Regions from separate parts of the Mus musculus genome. Here regions 1 and 2 are each linked to region 3. The links are chromatin contacts, called in public promoter capture Hi-C maps. All regions are on one chromosome and are shown on one strand. Each heading gives the region's core, a stretch centred on a gene start, on an enhancer-like site or on the middle of the called end of the contact. The rest is flanking DNA. Distances are from core to core; before and after follow the strand shown. Region 1 holds the start of Rab40b (Rab40B, member RAS oncogene family). Region 2 holds the start of Tbcd (tubulin-specific chaperone d). Region 3 holds the start of Narf (nuclear prelamin A recognition factor).

What was found. Promoter capture Hi-C pulls out the DNA fragments that hold promoters and counts their contacts. Capture Hi-C pulls out chosen DNA fragments and counts their contacts.
Region 1: a contact with region 3 is called in a promoter capture Hi-C map of embryonic stem cells. The contact joins the promoter of Rab40b here to the promoter of Narf in region 3. A contact is called at or near these places in 2 of 39 promoter capture datasets (embryonic stem cells and liver), 1 of 484 Hi-C or Micro-C datasets (embryonic stem cells), 1 of 115 datasets of contacts at active chromatin or transcription factors (microglia) and 2 of 9 other capture datasets (adipose tissue and pancreatic islet).
Region 2: a contact with region 3 is called in a promoter capture Hi-C map of adipose tissue. The contact joins the promoter of Tbcd here to the promoter of Narf in region 3. A contact is called at or near these places in 7 of 39 promoter capture datasets (the HPC-7 cell line, embryonic stem cells, fetal liver and 4 more), 7 of 484 Hi-C or Micro-C datasets (the N1E-115 cell line, beige adipocytes, cortical neurons and 1 more), 3 of 115 datasets of contacts at active chromatin or transcription factors (the SCID.adh cell line, extraembryonic endoderm stem cells and memory CD8 T cells) and 3 of 9 other capture datasets (adipose tissue, liver and pancreatic islet).

The regions. Positions count from the first base shown.
Region 1 is chr11:121,386,851-121,389,550 of GRCm38.p6, reverse strand. Rab40b (Rab40B, member RAS oncogene family) reads left to right here and starts at 1,300. Exons shown (of 6, transcript NM_139147.3): 1 at 1,300-1,553. The coding sequence starts at 1,409. It overlaps Mir7236 (microRNA 7236), which reads left to right and starts at 2,347; the gene lies at 2,347-2,406.
Region 2 is chr11:121,450,544-121,453,243 of GRCm38.p6, reverse strand. Tbcd (tubulin-specific chaperone d) reads right to left here and starts at 1,253. Exons shown (of 39, transcript NM_029878.4): 1 at 1,016-1,253. The coding sequence starts at 1,199.
Region 3 is chr11:121,235,983-121,238,682 of GRCm38.p6, reverse strand. It overlaps Narf (nuclear prelamin A recognition factor), which reads right to left and starts at 1,447. Exons shown (of 11, transcript NM_026272.3): 1 at 1,332-1,447; 2 at 166-264. The coding sequence starts at 1,358.

The DNA of each region.
Region 1 (2,700 bases), core at 51-2,550, 150 kb before region 3:
TGCCATGTCATGGTCCTCTGAAATAATTACAGCTCAGGTATTCTTGGTTAGCAACAGTGTAATCTTGAGTCAAAGATAGTATTCTGAGTCAAAAATGGCTCAGCGAGACCATCCATTCTAGCTGGGTAGTGGTGGCCGATGTCTTTAATACCACACTCAGGAGGCAGAGGCAGGCAGATCTCAAGACCAGCCTGATCTACAAAGCCAGTTTCAGGACAGAAAGGGCTACTCAGGGAAACCCTGTCTCGAAAAACCCTATCTCAATTACCTATTCTAGACTGGCAGCCATATCTTGTAATTAGAGCTTATTATAGTCAACTCTTTGAAAGGATAGTGTTCCTGCAGGGAGGCAGCGGTCACCTTGCTCCAAGACCAGCCTGTTCTGAGCCAAACCGGCCTTGTCCTGAATCACAGCACAGCTGTGGCGCTTAGAACAATGTTCACAAATGCTTTCGTAATTTTCATCCACTGCTTTTTCTTTTCCATCCGGAAATGTATCCTTCTTAACAGAGAGGAGGCACGATTGCAAGAGGTGCTTCCACTTCAGGTTGTATAAAGATGTAGGTAGCGGGGATGCTAAACTATGATTACTCTAAATAACTTAGTTCCCACTGGTGAGGTGCTCCTGAACAGAGAGCAGATTCACTGCTCCCTTGGGGTAAAAGAGATCAGAGACAGACAGGTCCCCGTCATGTGCTCTCTGACAACAACCTCACAGGCACACGATGCACACACACACACACACACTCACACTGACATGCATGGACAGAAACCCGTGGAGACCTCGAGGCACCCACTAGCAGACACCTTTAGAGGTGCACTTGTCCATGTGTCCACTTGGTGCTGAAACTCACAACTACCTGTAACTTTAGTTACATCTGATGCCTACATGAACACATGAACATGCTAAGCTCTCACGCTAGCATTCAAAGCTCTGTGGAGCTGTGGGACAAATTCTCGTTTCCAGGCAGGGATTCAACACTTCCCACACCAATCTGGAGCCAACTCCTGTTACGCACTGATACAGGGGAGGGAGTAAACACTGACCACGCCCCTCCTCTCTATGCCATTCTTCCATTGGTTTGCAGGAGCAAACCTCTCCCCCCCCCTTCGGTTTCTTCTGGCTCGGCCTTCGGACCTCCATTGGCTTAGGCAACAAGTCCTCCCAGGAGAGGCGGTGGGCGTGGTGCGGAGGCGTAAAGAAATAGATGGGCGAGCTTGCTAACCAATGAGCATGTGTATATACCTCAGCAACTGAGGCTCGCCAATGGCAAGGTAAGGTGGGCGGGGCTCTTCAGCTGTCAAGCTCCCCCGACCGGTGGAGCGTTCGAGGGGCCCGCGGCGCTCGGGGACCCTCCGCCGCCTGCGCGCAGCCTTGGGCCGGTATGGGCGGGGTGGCTGGGCCGGCATGATGAGCTCCCTGGGCAGCCCGGTGCGGGCCTACGATTTTCTACTTAAGTTCCTGTTGGTGGGCGACAGCGACGTGGGCAAGGGAGAGATCCTGGCCAGCTTGCAGGACGGAGCAGCCGAGTCTCCTTACGGCCACCCGGCGGGTGAGCGCGGCTGCAGCACCCGGAGGCGCAGCGCTGGGGTGTCGGTGCGAGCGGCCTCTCCAGCGTGGGTCCCGGGAGCGGCTGGGCAGGGCTAGGAACCGCATGCTGGGGAAGACTGCGCTCTGTGGACGGAGTCCGCAAAGCAGCTCAGGGTGGTCGTCGAGGGACATCGCAGGTGCTAGCTACGTGTTCGGAGAAGTGTGTGGGATTACAGGAGGCGTGGGCAGAGAGACAGCGGTCCACGGAGCTGAGGTCTGAGACCACAGTCTCTGAGGCTATGACCTTTTGGTGCGTGGAACTGCAAGCAGAGAGTAGCAAGACTAGACTCCAGCCTTTGATTCCAAGCACTAAGCTCTGTGTCCTAGTGGACAGGACTTCCAAGAGGAGGAAGAGGAATCTAAGTGACCCTGTAGAATTGGCTAGGGTGTAGGAAGGAACCCAACTAAGAGACTGGAGTCCAGGAGACTGGACACGGGTGAGACCAGAGCGTCTCAGGCTCCAGGGCAGTGAGCAGTGAGTGTCCTAGAAGCCTGAAGTTTAAGATCTTGCACCCCAGAGGAAGGAGACAGAGTGGCAGAATCCTGAGCAGAACATCCAAGAATAGTCACGTAGTGATCCATCCCTTTGACTGTGGCTGTGCACAGACTTCAGTGAATGCCTATTGTGTTGTTGTGGGGGTTTCAACACACCTTTCTAATACAGACCCTGCCCTGAGGCCTGCCACCCTCTGTTCTTTGGGCTTGCAGACTGCTTCCTGCATCTCCAGCCCCCTGGCAATGCCACAAGGCAAGGCCCTAAAACTGTGTGGTCCAATGCCATTTAACTACCAGGTTGGACCGCACAGATTTAGACCTTTCCTTTAGGACAAAGCTCTGTTGGACAGCATTACTGCGAGAACAAGGGCGTGACTGAAGACAGGGCTGTCTTCAGGTCCTGGTGCTCAATGAAACACCCAGGCTTCAGCAGAGGCAAAAGAGTAAAACGTTTAACAAGCCCCCAAAGGGGACGTGAGTCCCACAGTAAATGACTGATGTGGGCAGAGAGAAAGATGTGGATGACATGTGAGCAGACTTGCTGCTGGTTGGCTTGAGCAAGGCCCACTGCACTTCTGTTGCTTTTGTCTGTTTTCTGTTGTCAACATGGTCTA
Region 2 (2,700 bases), core at 4-2,503, 210 kb before region 3:
CACCTGCTTTCCAACCCCTACCAGCAAATTAATGTTTCTACCCAATCCAATGGTTTCTCTGCCTCTGCAGTTCTCACCTGCCACTTCAGACAAAGCCCACCACTCTGTCTTACCCAAAAACTAGAGCCCCATCCAAAAAAAAAAAAAAAAAAAAAAAGACATTATGGAGAGAATGTTTTTAGCTAAGGAATACACAAAGATGATTTTGTTCAAGTACAAAACTCTAATTATCAAAGGGCTCATTTGGACATTGTCTTTGTTTTCTGTTGCTGTGATGAAACTGGCCAAAAATCAACTTGAGGAAGAAAGGGTTTATTTGGCTTTCACAGCCCATCACTGAGAAAAGTGTAGGGATGAATCAAAGCAAATAGAAGCAGAAACTACGGAGGAGTCTTGCGTGCTTGCTCCTAGGCTCAAGTTCAGCTGTCTTTCTTATACAGCTCAGAGCCACAGGCCAGGGATGGTACATCTCACGGTGGGCTGGGCCGTCCTTTATCAATTAGTAATTAAAGAAATATCGCAAAGACATGCCCACAAGCCAATCTGGTGGTGGCAATTACTCACTTGAGATTTCTTCCGAGGTATGTCTAGGTTTGTGTAAGGTTGACAAAAACTATGACGGACAGTATCCATTACAAACGACTGTAAAGGCCTACCTAAACTTGGGGGATTTAGAACCACCAAAGGAATCTAATGGCACTGTCCACTCTCCTGCTCTGCCTGGAACGGAGATCCCAGATAAACGTGGAGCTCTGAGTTTGCAGAATCCTGGCCTCATAGCGCAGCCCCATAGGAGCGCCGTGCCAGACCGCTCCTCTTTGCTTGCCATGAGCGCTCTCGTAGGAGGCAGGTTCATCCAACAATTCTGCTGGTTCCCTCCCTATCCACAGAGAGGTCTCAAGCATGCTTTGCTCAGTTCCTGGACATGGCAGGGAAGGCAGGAGGTATGGCTCCCCAGGTCCCTTCCTCCCAGATGCAAGGACCTCAAGATAGAGACTCGGGGCCCCGCCCGCACCGCGGAACCGCTCCTCCGCCACCTCCCGGGACGCGCGCTCTCTGTGCACCGCCGGCAAGCTGCGGAGCAGCGCGCGGGTCTCCGCACTCTCGCCGAACGCTTCCAGGGCGGAGGCGCGAACAAGCGCATCATCCTCCACCTCCTCCTCGGCGGCGCTCGCAGCCGGCTCATTGCTCAGTACCATCCTGCCAGCAGCTTCCGTAAGAACCCTACCGGCAACCGGGAAGAAAAGAGATACAGCACGAGAACTGCCAGCCCCGCCCTGAGACCTTCGACCCCCAACTACGGGGCGCGCAAGCCAACAAAACAGCTCACGCGAAGTCGGCTCAGCGCGCAAAATGATGCTTGCGTGAGTGAAGGGAAGCACCAGAAAAACTAAGCCTCCAATGTCTACAGCCTCAACAGGGAGTGGGTGGAGCCCAAAAGAGGTGGGGCTAAGGAGGGTGTGGCCGGAGCAGTGGGCCGGTACGATCTTTACAGGGAATGAACTCTAGTGTTGGAAGCCTTCTGGAGCTTGAGTGTGTGTAAGGTTAAGGAAATAACTGGGTTTGAAATTGGGGGCAGGAACATGGAAGGTTTTGAGCTAGTGTGGACAGCGCAGGAAAGCTGAACTAGTAGAAAGAGCCAGAATAGGACGGGTGGTGTATGAACGCAGGGGAGGAATGGGTTTTGAGTGTGGGGGCAAGAATGGGGCAATGATGTCTGAGCACCTGCAGGAGTGGGGCGCGGGGGGGTGCTTTAAGGGTGTAGGAGACAATGGGGTATTGCTCCAGGATGAAGGCTTTTGCCGTGACCTCAAACAGCACCATCATGACCACCCAAAGCAGTCCTGAGAAAAGACGTGAGCTATACGCTGCTGGCCCTGCATTCACCAGAACAGACCTCACTGGGAAGTAGAAGACTGGAGTGGTTAGATAGTTTAGTGTGCAAAGTCTCCTTCACTAAGCCTCGGGAGTTGAATGTGTAACAGTAGGCCCCCAAACCTTAGCACATCCTACTCCATGATTAAAGTGCCATTCAGGCTGTAAAACTCATTCGACAGCACCCACGGGGCAAACTAAAAAACAAAGACTTGATCCTTCAAAGTCCGTAGGTCCTGAAAAGTTTCTGAATGTGCTAACTTTGCTTTTTGGCTTCTCTAGTTCTACTTCTCGCTCACTATTGTTGATAACTGAAGTATGTCAACCTAGAACATATTTGTGTGTGTGTGTGTGTGTGTGTGTGTGTGTGTGTGTGTGGTTAAAAGTTCATGAGAAGGATCACTGTTTTGCTGGGATCCAGAATACCCAGGGTAGTCACTGGCCTGCTAATAAAGACTTTCTATTGGCTTAAATATAGATCCTAGCAGTCTTCTCAGATATGTTGTGGGGTAACAAGTTTGGTCCTCACATAGTGGAAGAAGAAGAGAACCACAAGTTGTACTCTGACCTATACACACATATTTCAGCACATGAGTACGCAAAATAAAATCTAAAAAAATAGAAAACAGTGAGGTGCTAGAGAGTGTCTGGCAGTGATTGTAACTGAAGGACCGGAGCCAAACGGGCTAGCATGGTGGCTTCCTTCCCTATTCGCCTGCGGTACCTGGGGCTTCAGCCGCTGAGGTGGGAGCTTGCCCGCAACAGTGCTGCTGTGGTGTCAGCCTGAGCTACATACGGAGCTCCCTGGAAACTGCTGCGCTGCCA
Region 3 (2,700 bases), core at 198-2,697:
CCCACTTTTACTTCAGTCTTTCTTAGAGCAGTGAAGTGCAAGGTAGTATAAGACTGGACAGAAGAAACAACAGTAGCCACTCCACTCACACTCACGTTAGGCTGACACAAACCCGATCCACTCACGCTCACGTTAGGCTGACACAAACCCGAAGCATCTACTTGCCTCTTCACTCTCCTTGGCTGGGCTGGCCCCATCGCTTGGCTGGGCCCCATCACTGGACACATTCTCCTGGTCATCAGTTTTTGATTTTTTACTACATTCCTTTAAAAAAAAAAAAAAGGATGGGGGATGTTAGAAAGGAAAATTATTTTTCTTTTCTCTATTTTTATTTATCTATTTTTTTCCTTTTTAGATCAAGTCTTTCTACATAGTCCTGGCTGTCCTGGAACTCACCATGTAGACCAGGCTGACCTCAAATTCACAGAAAGTCTGCCTCTGCCTCCTGAGTGCTCAGATTAAGATGTGTGCTACCATATTTTTTTTTAATGAGATAGGGTCTTGATAAATTGCACTGTCTAACTTTGAGCTCCTGCCTCAGTCTCTCAAGCACTGGGATCATTGGTGTGTACCACCGAGCTCAGTCAAGAATAATTTAGTGTGATGCCAAAAACCAAAACATATCCTGAGCAGTCGATCTTACTTCTAAGAAACCCTTTCTACAAAATAAAATCATCCATACTTATAGAAGGGTACACATAAACACTCACACCCTCCATTTGTATTGTTTGTAGTAGTAATGAAGAACAGGAAGTGATCTAACGGTAATATATATAAGAACATTTAGATGTGGCTATTACACAAGATTACAGGCGATTCTCTGAAAAAAAAAAAAAACAACGTATGGAGTATTTGGATATGATACAATTCCTGTAAAAAAACAAAAAACCAAACGAGATTCCTGCACATGCATCACGTGTGAAGGCAAGTGAGGCAGCTGTCAGTCACTTCAGCCACCTAGTGGAGCAGGACAGGAGGGCCTGCCTGCCCTTTATTCCTTCTCCACTTCGTTGTATTGAAGTTTGTTGTTGTTTAAGTAGAAGAGCCGCTCAAAGCATCATTTCTAATTACTTTATTAATCGTTCACTTCCACAACAGGGTGCCGGGACTGAGATCAATCCCCGGCCCCAGAACAGTAGCTTCCACGGACAGTCCCGGCGGTGCACTCGCCTGCAGTGGACAACAGCCAGCTCGCCGCCCAGTCCTCTGCAGACAGGTGATGGCTGTCAGAGGCCGACATAACAGAGCAAGGTGCACCCGGCTGAGCCCGACCCTCACCACCGATTCCAGCCTTGGCTTTCGCCCCTAGCCCCGCCGGACGACGCACCCACCTTTCGTGTGCAGTGCTCACACTTCATCTGGAGTGGGACTGGCAGGAGGCCGACGCGCCTAAGCTGTGAGGAGTAAGGAAGACTGGAACACCGCCGCCTGCCGCCCGCTAGCGACCTGCGACCCTTTGTTGTCTTCTTGCACGGAGGCCCCGCCCCAAGGACTGTAGTAGACCAATGAGAGAGCCTAAGCAAGATGAGCCACACCCCTGAGCCAATGAAAAGAGTGCAAGGATGGTATGGCACGCTCACCCCGCCTCCGCCGCTTAAGCCAATGAGAGTGTGAGGAAGTGGCAGGTCCCTCCCAGGAGCCAATCAGAGAACGGGGGTGGAGCTTGTCCCTCGACTAGTAGTTGCCCGGCCGGGACATATCCTCCTGTCAGTTTTTGCCTGGTTAAGGACTAATGGGGAAAGTTGGCAAAGGCGGGCGTATGAGGCAGGAAGAGTGCGCTGACCGAGCGGACGAGGCCGAATCGCGGCGACCTCAGAGCGCCTTGCTCAGTGGCCGCGGCCTGGCCCGCTCAATCAAGTTAGCGTCGTAAGTTCTGCTCTACTGCGTCTCCTGGAGGGCGGAGCCGGCGCCGCCCTCTACCGCCGCCATGACCAGCCAGCGAAGCCTCACGTAGGCCGGTGCGGCACAAGTGCACATGCGCAGCAGGCTTGCTTTGCTTTATGGGCAATGCTGCTGAGTCTGGCGTGTAGATTCAAAGTAGGCTGACCTTGAATCTTGGCGAGTTAGCGCATGCCTTTAGTCCCAGAACCCAGGAGACAGAGCAAGGCAGATCTCTGAGTTCCAGGACGGCCAGTACTACACATGTACCTGTCTACAAACAAAATGACAGGTAGGATGAGCAGGCCTATTGGCAATTACCCAACACTCAGGAGGCTGAGGCAGGAAAATGATAAAATTAAAGCCAACACTGCCCTATACTGCTACACAGTGAGACCTGTCTCCAAGGCAGATTAAATGCATTATTCTTTTGTTGTGTTCCAATCCCCTGGGAAAGACCAAAGACAGACTCAATTCAAATTTAAATTAAATAAGTGCATTCTTACTCCTACCTGAAGGACAGCGGCTTTAGAGCCAAACAGCATGCTGGAAGAAGGCTAAAGGAAAGCTTTATAAAGTAGATATCATAGCTGCACACCACCTACAGAATAGGGCAAGTTACATAATATACAAAAGATGTACCTTATCTATGGAATCCACAGCTGGGCAAGAGAATCGTCCTGTGTAATAATGTACATATAACTCCCCTGGGACAGCTAAAGAAACTTACTATAGTACCAGGCATCCCTTAAAGGCCACTGACCTTTGACCTGGAATGTCAATAATAGAATGAGATTATAGGATAATGGTTTACCGAGGGAA